2 separate regions of the Oryctolagus cuniculus genome follow, and region 2 is linked to region 1. The links are chromatin contacts, called in public Hi-C maps. All regions are on one chromosome and are shown on one strand. The core of a region is the stretch at or near the end of the contact, and the rest is flanking DNA. Distances in the headings are between cores, read along the strand shown.

Evidence for each region. A called contact is a pair of places that touch in the nucleus more often than the background predicts.
Region 2: a Hi-C map of skin fibroblasts shows a contact between it and region 1, with 3 times the contacts expected there. The contact joins two enhancer-like sites. A contact is called at or near these places in 4 of 6 Hi-C or Micro-C datasets (ear pinna, psoas muscle, skin fibroblasts and 1 more).

Annotation. Positions count from the first base shown.
Region 1 is chr7:30,298,404-30,302,469 of mOryCun1.1, forward strand. No RefSeq gene overlaps it. Among named protein-coding and RNA genes, the nearest start is that of TBX19, 170 kb to the right of the region's middle. Within about 2 kb of position 2,693, at least 1 of the 8 cell types and tissues checked has an H3K27ac peak or open chromatin away from gene starts, as enhancers often do.
Region 2 is chr7:30,399,677-30,403,934 of mOryCun1.1, forward strand. No RefSeq gene overlaps it. Among named protein-coding and RNA genes, the nearest start is that of TBX19, 66 kb to the right of the region's middle. Within about 2 kb of position 1,330, at least 2 of the 8 cell types and tissues checked have an H3K27ac peak or open chromatin away from gene starts, as enhancers often do.

The DNA.
Region 1 (4,066 bases), core at 1,443-3,942:
CCTTCGGATCAGTCGCGGTGCGCTGGCCGCAGCACAGCCAGCCGCGGCAGCCATTGGAGGGTGAACCAACGGCAAAGGAAGACCTTTCTCTCTGTCTCTCTCACTGTCCACTGTGCCTGTCAAAAAATAAATTAATTTAAAAAAACACACTAACCCAGCTATAGAAGTATTGGAAAACCCATTCGCAGCCAGCATTGTGGAGCGCCAGCTTAAGCTGCTTGCTGCCTGCAATGCTGACATCCATATGGGCTCTGGTTTGAGTTCCAGCTGCTCCACTTCCAATCCAGCTCCCTACTAATGTGCTTGGGAAAGCAACAGAAGCTGGCCCAAATGCCTGGGCCCTTGCCAGCCATGTGGGAGACCCAGATGAAGCTCCTGGCTTTAGCCTGGCCCAGCCCCAGCAATTGCTGCTATTTGGAGAGTGAACCAGGAGATGAAGGATCTCTGCCTCTCCCTCCCTCTCCTCTCTCTCTGCTCTTTTCCTCTGTGTGTGTCTGTGTGTCTGTCTGTCTGTCTGTCTCTTCTACTCTGTGTAACTCTGTTTTGAATAAATACATAAATCAATTTTAAAAAGTAACAGAAAAAAACCTAATTTTCATTTGTAAAGCCTGTTTCAAAAACTATTGAAAACTGAAAGATTTTTAAAATACATTCCTACTCTAAGTGTTGAAAGCTGAATATTTTACTCTCATTCCTCTTTGCATTCTCCCCCCCTCCCCCCCACAGGCAGAGTGGACAGTGAGAGAGAGAGACGAGAAAGGTCTTCCTTTGCCGTTGGTTCACCCTCCAATGGCCGCCGCGGCCCGGCGCACTGCAGCCGGCGCACTGCGCCTATCCGAAGGCAGGAGCCAGGTGGCTTCTCCTGGTCTCCCATGGGGTGCAGGGCCCAAGCACTTGGACCATCCTCCACTGCACTCCCTGGCCACAGCAGAGAGCTGGCCTGGAAGAGGGGGCAGCTGGGACAGAATCCGGTGCCCCCGACCGGGACTAGAATCGGTGTGCCGGCGCCACAAGGAGGAGGATTAGCCTACTGAGCCACGACGCCGGCTATCTCTTTGCATTCTTATAAAAATCCTAATCCTGCCAAAAATGAAGTCATGTCCTTGGTATCCTGGGAGAGGAGACACATAGGGAGAGCACAAGGGGAACATGTCAATGAATGTCTTTTATTTATCTGAGAGGCAGAGACAGAGAAGGAGGAAGAGAGGGTGATCCTATCTACTGGTTCATTCGTCAAATGCTCCAACAGTTGGGATTGGGCTGGAGCAGACAAACACAGAATATTCCTGGGGGGGGGAGGGGGGAGCTGGGCGGGGGATGGTCAATTTGGCCAAAGGTTAAAAGGGAGGCTACTGGCAGATCACAGGAGACTCCCACACGTCATCAGGAGCCACACACAGCCACCAGGTGTCTTTCTAGAGTGTTGATTTTCTCTGAAGTTATGTAAAGCCAGGTCAAGGTCTTTTAACTGGTTCTGCATATTATGTTCACAGAAATGCAAATATTGGCATATGTTATACAAAGATATGCATGAGTTTTTAAGATTAAAACACTTCAAAGAATGCTGTCACCTGCAGCAGGAGCTCAGACTCTGAACGCTCACTTTGCCAGACTCCTTCTCCCGCAACACCAACCCAGTCAGTGTTTGAGCTCAGTCAAGTGTCTCTGCTGTGATCTTCCCAAGCTGACTCTGCTAGCCTGACCACTGGCACAGTCCTTGCCCAAGCTCTCCTGCTCTCTTGCTCAGGTTATTGCAGCTGATTTCTGGCTGTCCTAAGAAGATACCCTGGAATTACAGCAGCTCAGCGCCGGAATCCCCTCCCAGCCTCTGCTCTCTACCCTTCTTTCACCTGTGCCCCAATCACACCAACCCCCTCCCCAGCGGTTCCCTGGAAGGTCCTTGTTCCACATCTGTTCCACACACGTCTTTGTCCACTTGACCAACAGCTCCTCCTTTGAGAAAGCATTTCCTGCAATTGGACCAGCAAACCTGCCTTTCTATATCCTGCGCTTCCTTGGGAAAACCAAAACCTCAGTCAGTTCTCCCTGAGAGAACTTTCTTTGCTTCTGTTTCTGGGATAACTAAGCAACCCCATACTTTTTCAATCAGGTCTCTTTCCCAGGCTCTATGTGAATCAGCAGGAATCAATCAATGTGTTTATTTATCTGAGAAATTAGCCCGAGGCAATGGAGACAGGCACCATTTCAGATGTATGAGACTGACGCGCTGCCTAAACGGGCACCATTTTCCTACACCTTGTATCTCCCACCTCCCCAGGAGCAAATTGTTTTAAGTGGCTCTATAAACACACACTATAAACTTGCTAAACATGCGGAGCCAAGGATAAACAGATGAGTGCCACACATCCCTACTGCGGAGAAATTAACAATTTCTGTAGCTATTTCTTTTTCCAGCTCCTTCCCAAAGCCAATGCTCACCTAGAAGGGCACATGAACTCACTCTGTCACTAGCTGCACCAGGGAATAGCCGAGGAGAGGCCCCAAGGAGAACCCTGCTCAGCGAATCTAACACAATGCACAGAGAATGCTGCATCGTCACCACGTGGGAGGTGGAGGCTCTGCAGGACACCCGGCCCCTGGTTCCCCTCTTCTCTCCTGTAGTAATCTGCTTCTCAAGGCCTCCTGCCACACAGAACAGGTATAGGCTGGCATGTGGAGTCCAAAGCAGCTTGCTTCTCCGAATAGAGACCTTTGACTTTACAGAAATAGAACTTGAGTTAAACCCTCAGGGCTGCAGTTGGCTTGGCCCTGATTGACACAGTTATCAGCTTTCTCCACACACCCCTGCCTCCCCTCAGAGGTTTTGCTCAATCTCATCCTTGTGGCCCATATACACTGCTCTCTACCCTCACCCCTTTAGCAATTCTCTTCCCTCTAAACAGTGCCAAAACTGTTTCTTTCAGGTACGAGGAAGTAAGTTGCTCTCTGAGTGGCTGTAGTTAAACCTCTTTCTCCATGGTTACGGGAACCCTGTTTGGCCTGTATCTCAGATCCTGTCCCAGAAGTCTTCCTACATGCGTGTGTGACTTTTCTGGCATTCTGCCAAAGGCAATTTGTTCTAGAAGACACCGTTACCTGATCTTATTCTTTTCTTTGTCTTCCTCACAAGGTTTGAGCTTCTAAAACCCCCATTATGTCTCAGCCACATGGATAAAGCTTGTAGAGTCCTTGAATAGTATCCAGAATATTTCATAACTACGGGAAGAGCAGAATTATTCAGGTGGAGTGTATCAAACTCTACATGGCTACATACTAGAGAAAGGGAGAGAGGGAGGTATTGTTGATCCAAATCCATGGGTCCAACTGAATGCCTGAAAAGCATTTGACACCTTGCGAATGGAGTTACAACTCTGGCTTCAGCCCAACCAGCTAAAAGCATTTTATCAGTTTCACAGGAGAAATTGCTCTGGCGGCTACTCAATGTTTTCGACTATCCCTGCAACCAGCAGGACTCGGGTAGTTCTGATCAGCCCCACTCCAAACTTCTAACTGAAAATAAAAGGGCTTCTGAGTCCTTGTCAGTGCCATCAGCAACAAAGACCCAGGGACCACTGGATGCTGTTGACCCACTGAGGATGCAACAGATCATGGGTCCTGCTTTCTCCTCCTATTTTGTTAAGAGCTCCTAAGTTGAATAATTGGTCACATAAGTCCAATGAGACTAAATTCCCAACTGGTAAAAATGTTGATTGTCTGTGTTTTCCCAGAAACCTGGACTAGTCTAGGCACAATGTGGCCTGAGACACACGGATCATCTGATGCTGCTTGTATTATGTTACCCACAGCTCCCACTTATGCAACCCAAGTACTCATCGTGACCCCCTGCTTACTCAAAAAATCCCTCTACTGGCTCAATATTTGTTCAGACATAAGCATATCTACACTCTCCAGCTGGCCCTCGACTGTAGAACTGATGGGGGTTCACTCTGGACTCATCATGAACACCCACAGGCAGGACTGGGCACCTAACCACATATCATCCTCTATAATTCTCCAGTTCCTACGAGCGCCTCTACTGCTTCTGCTTCTGAGACAGAATAGCGCA
Region 2 (4,258 bases), core at 80-2,579, 100 kb after region 1:
AGGGACCCCCATGCTGCAGGCATGGGTGCTGCTTCTCAGGGTGTGCACTAGTAGGCAGGTGGACCGGAAGTAGAGGCATCTCGACTTGCATCACAACACCGCCCCTCCATGGCCTTTTGTATAATCTCCTTCAAGTCTCAGGAGCTACACAAATAGCAACCAAGAAAGCCAAAAAAAAAAAAAAAAAAAAAAAAAAAAAAAAAAAAAAAAACCACTCATGCTCAACAAGATCTCTTTTAGCAAGCGTCCCAGCCTTGGCTTTTTAAAGGGCTTTGACAACACTAAAAATAAAATCCCGTTGAAGCAGCAGTGTCGGTGTGCCGCAGTGGGTTTGCTAAATTCTAAGAACCAGTTGGTCCCACGGGTGTTCTGTCTATAGAAACAGGCCTCTGGCGTTCTGCGCCTTGCAGATCATTCTTGCTCCCCCTGCCTTTTCCTTCCTGGTGGACACAGCAACGCCACAGGGCCGCCTTATGCCCGGGCGAGCAAGGTACTCTCGCCACAGGCTCTGCCTTGCACGCTCCTCCAGAACCAGCCCTTCCGGGTTAGCAAGCTTCTCCACCGGCCCCATCTTGACTTCCACCTGGGGTCCGGGTAGTAGCTACGAGATGCACCTTGATGCTGCAGGCCCTAGACGCATGGCTCGGAACCTCAGTATCACTAGGGCAAGCAGAGCCACCCCTCCACAGTCAAAAAGGTACCAGGAAACCGTCTCATTCCCGCCCCCGCGCAGCCAGGAGGGGGCCTCAGAAAACTACGAATCTCTGCCTCCCTGCACACAGTTCCCAAAATGGGACCTGCCGCAAGCTCTGAACGAAACAGTGCATGGCGGCCCCCTCAAAGCAGCTCCGCAGGGCAGGTGGGACGTGGGGACTGCCGTCTGGGTGCTTGCTTTGGGGTTGTGCTCGCGGCAGCTTCCGTCCTGACAGCGCTGCCGCTGCGGCGTGGCGCTCGCCCGGAAAGCTGATCTTGCACGGCGCAGCTCCTTCTCTAAAGGAAAAGCCGCAGGGTCGCCCCAGCCCACCAGACGCAGGGCTGAGCGCTGGGTGAGGCGGGCTCTGCCGCCACCTAGCGGCGAGCTCCGAGGGCGACAGGGACAGGAGGCCGGGCCCGCCGCACAGGCGTCCTGGGGCCGGGCCGCGCAGACCGGCGAGACCGACGAGACCGGCTGCATTGCGGCGGGCGTGGGTGGCTGCGCGGAGATCACGCACGGCCCAGCCAGAAAACCCGGGCCGCGGGGGTGCCCCACTTCTGCAGATCTTTCCTTTTCGGGAACCCCAGGGCGTGGTTTGCTGGGGCCCGGTGAGGAAGCTGTCTCTGGTGGACCTGTCAGTGCCCATCTGGGTCCTGCTAAACCCCTCTCGTCTCGCCAGGGAGGAGGACTTGCTGGCGGGATTTAATACGGCACAGTCTGGGAAGCCTTGCTAAGACATTATAGGCCAAAATAATTCAACGTGATCTTCTGTATATAAAGATCATTGAAAATGAATCTTAATGAATGGGATGGGAGAGGGAGTAGGAGGTGGGATGGGAGTGGGGGTGGGAGGGCGGGTTTGGGGGAAGAATCGCTGTAGTCCAAAATATGTACCTATGAAATTTATATTTATTAAATAAAAGCTTTCTTTAAAAAAAAAGTAACTCAACAGGCTTATCTGAAGCCCTGGAAATACGTTTTGTGTGTGTGTGTGTGTGTGTTTTTAGGTTGACCACAGAGATACAAGATGTGAAAACTTGGCTTAAAAGCAGTTGATCACCACAAAATACTGCCAATGAATCAAATGCATTGAAAAGAAAACGTGAAGATGATGATGACTATGACTATGATAATTTGTAATTTAACTTTGATGCATATAACATGTACTTGGTCTTGAATCCACCATACTGTAATTAAACAAGTATGTTTGATGTTTTCAAGTTGTGGTTGAGGAAACCTATATAATATCTAATAAGTATAGTTTCCAGTTGAAATATTGGGTTTTCTTCAATCAGATTAGTAGTGGTTTTTTCATCAGCCTTTAGGTATAAAAAATAAAGTTGTTGGGGACAACCCTGTGGTATAGCAGGTAAAGCCGCCACCTGCAGTGCCTGCATCCCATATGGGTGCCGGTTCAAGTCCCAGCTGCTCCACTTCTGATCCAGCTCTCTGCTATGGCCTGGGAAAGCACTGGAAGATGGTCCAAGGCCTTGGGCCCCTGCACCCACTTGGGATATCCAGAAGAAACTCCTAGCTTCTGGCTTCAGATCAGCACAGCTCCAGCCATTTGGGGAGTGAACTAGCGGATGGAAGCCCTATTTTTCTCCCTCTCCCTCTCCCTCTCCCTCTCCCTCTCCCTCTCTCTCTCTCTCTCCCTCTCCCTCTCCTTCTCTCTGTGTGTAACTCTGACTTTCAAATAAATAAATCTTTTTTTAAAAAAAAAAAAGTTGTTTATCTGGGAAAAAAAAGCTGATATGGGAAAACCTAGGCGTTTTAGTCACCCAATATGGCTGCCAAAAATGTCGCCACAGGCTTAGACAACACAGAGAGATGTGTGAGAGCAAGGAAGATGCAGGTTCTGCTGAATATGCAACGATGGTTTCACACGTGCCATGCTCACTCTATTCTGCCTGCTACAGCACAAAAGGAAAGAGAGCCAATCCCAATACAAGGTGCATCGGGCACTGCACATTCCATTCTGGCCAGTGATGGACAGTATATAAGACGTTGGTTCCCTGAGATTGTAGTGCCCTGGTGACGTTGCAGCTGTCTTGATTTGTACTAAGTACACTCCATGATGTTCCCACGATGACAAAATCACCTAGTGATGCATTTCTCAGGACTCTCGCCTGCCTTGGTGAAGCAATGCATAAGTGTATACAGCTGTCCCTCCCTTGGTGTCCATGGGGGATTGGTCCCTCAACACCCTTCCCCCAATACAAAAATCTTAGGGGTGCTCCTTACCCTCCTATGAGACAGCATAGAATTTATGCATAACTATGCACATTCTCCCATACACCATAAATCAAGATTATGTACAATACCTAATGCAATGAAAGTGTAGGAAGGCACTTCGAAATTTTATGAAAATGGATTAAATAGCAAGCTTATTTCAGATCAAAAAATTGTGAAAACCACGCATACTTTTTCATAGTATGTGTTATAGTTGTATTGTTAGGGGAAAACGACACGGAATAAAATCTGTACATGTTCAATGTGGACACAATTTTTTTCTGCGTATTTTTAACCCATTGATGGTGAGCCCACAGAAACAGAGACCAACTGGATTTTTTTGCCTTCTACTGTGTTTGGCCTGTGATGGCTCACTGTAAAAGCTGACAAAGCAGCGCTCTCTGAATGTCCTGTTGTAAAAGCTGCCTCACTCATGAATTCTTCTTTCCTCAAATAAACAAGTTTTTTTTTTTAATTTGCCTGATTTTTCTTCTTGTAGCAATTCTAAATCTATTCCCTTTCCCATGACCACCTTCACGGGCTTGAGAGCTGCTGTCCAGTTTTCCCTGGGTCTTCATTCTTCCACCCTAAACACCCTCAGCAGCTCCGGATCCTCCTCATATGATTTCTGGAACTTTCCAAAGGGAATAGTGAAATAGAACCATAGCCTACATCAAGTTCACATCAAAAGCAACTCTATCCCATCCTTTCTCAGACTCAGGAGTTAAAGTGTGACATGGCCAAAGTGGTTTTTTTGTTTTGTTTTTTTGTTTGTTTGTTTGTTTATTTTTTGACAGGCAGAGTGGGCAGTGAGAGAGAGAGAGACAGAGAGAAAGGTCTTCCTTTGCCGTTGGTTCACCCTCCAATGGCCGCCGCGGCCGGCGCGCTGCGGCCAGCACACCACGCTGATCCGATGGCAGGAGCCAGGTGCTTCTCCTGGTCTCCCATGGGGTGCAGGGCCCAAATACTCGGGCCATCCTCCACTGCACTCCCGGCCCACAAAGTGTTTTAAATGTATCAGTCATTAGGCATTCACGGATCTCTTTCCCCTCGCTATTCAGCTGCTAGCCCTGGTAACAGAGTTCCCATCAGAATCTCTCCCATGCTGCCTCTGACCCCGCTTCCTGGATCCTCCCCTGGCTTCCGTCTTCAGTTAACCCACACGGATGCAGCTTGGGAGCAGAGCACAATAGGGGGTCTTTCCTCTGGGATACTGCAGGGTTGGATTTTTTTTTAATGTTTTATTTATTTATTTGAAAGAGAAGGAGAGAGAGAGATTGTCCACTATTGATTCACTCTCCAAACTGGGTCTCCCACATGGCTGGCAGGGGC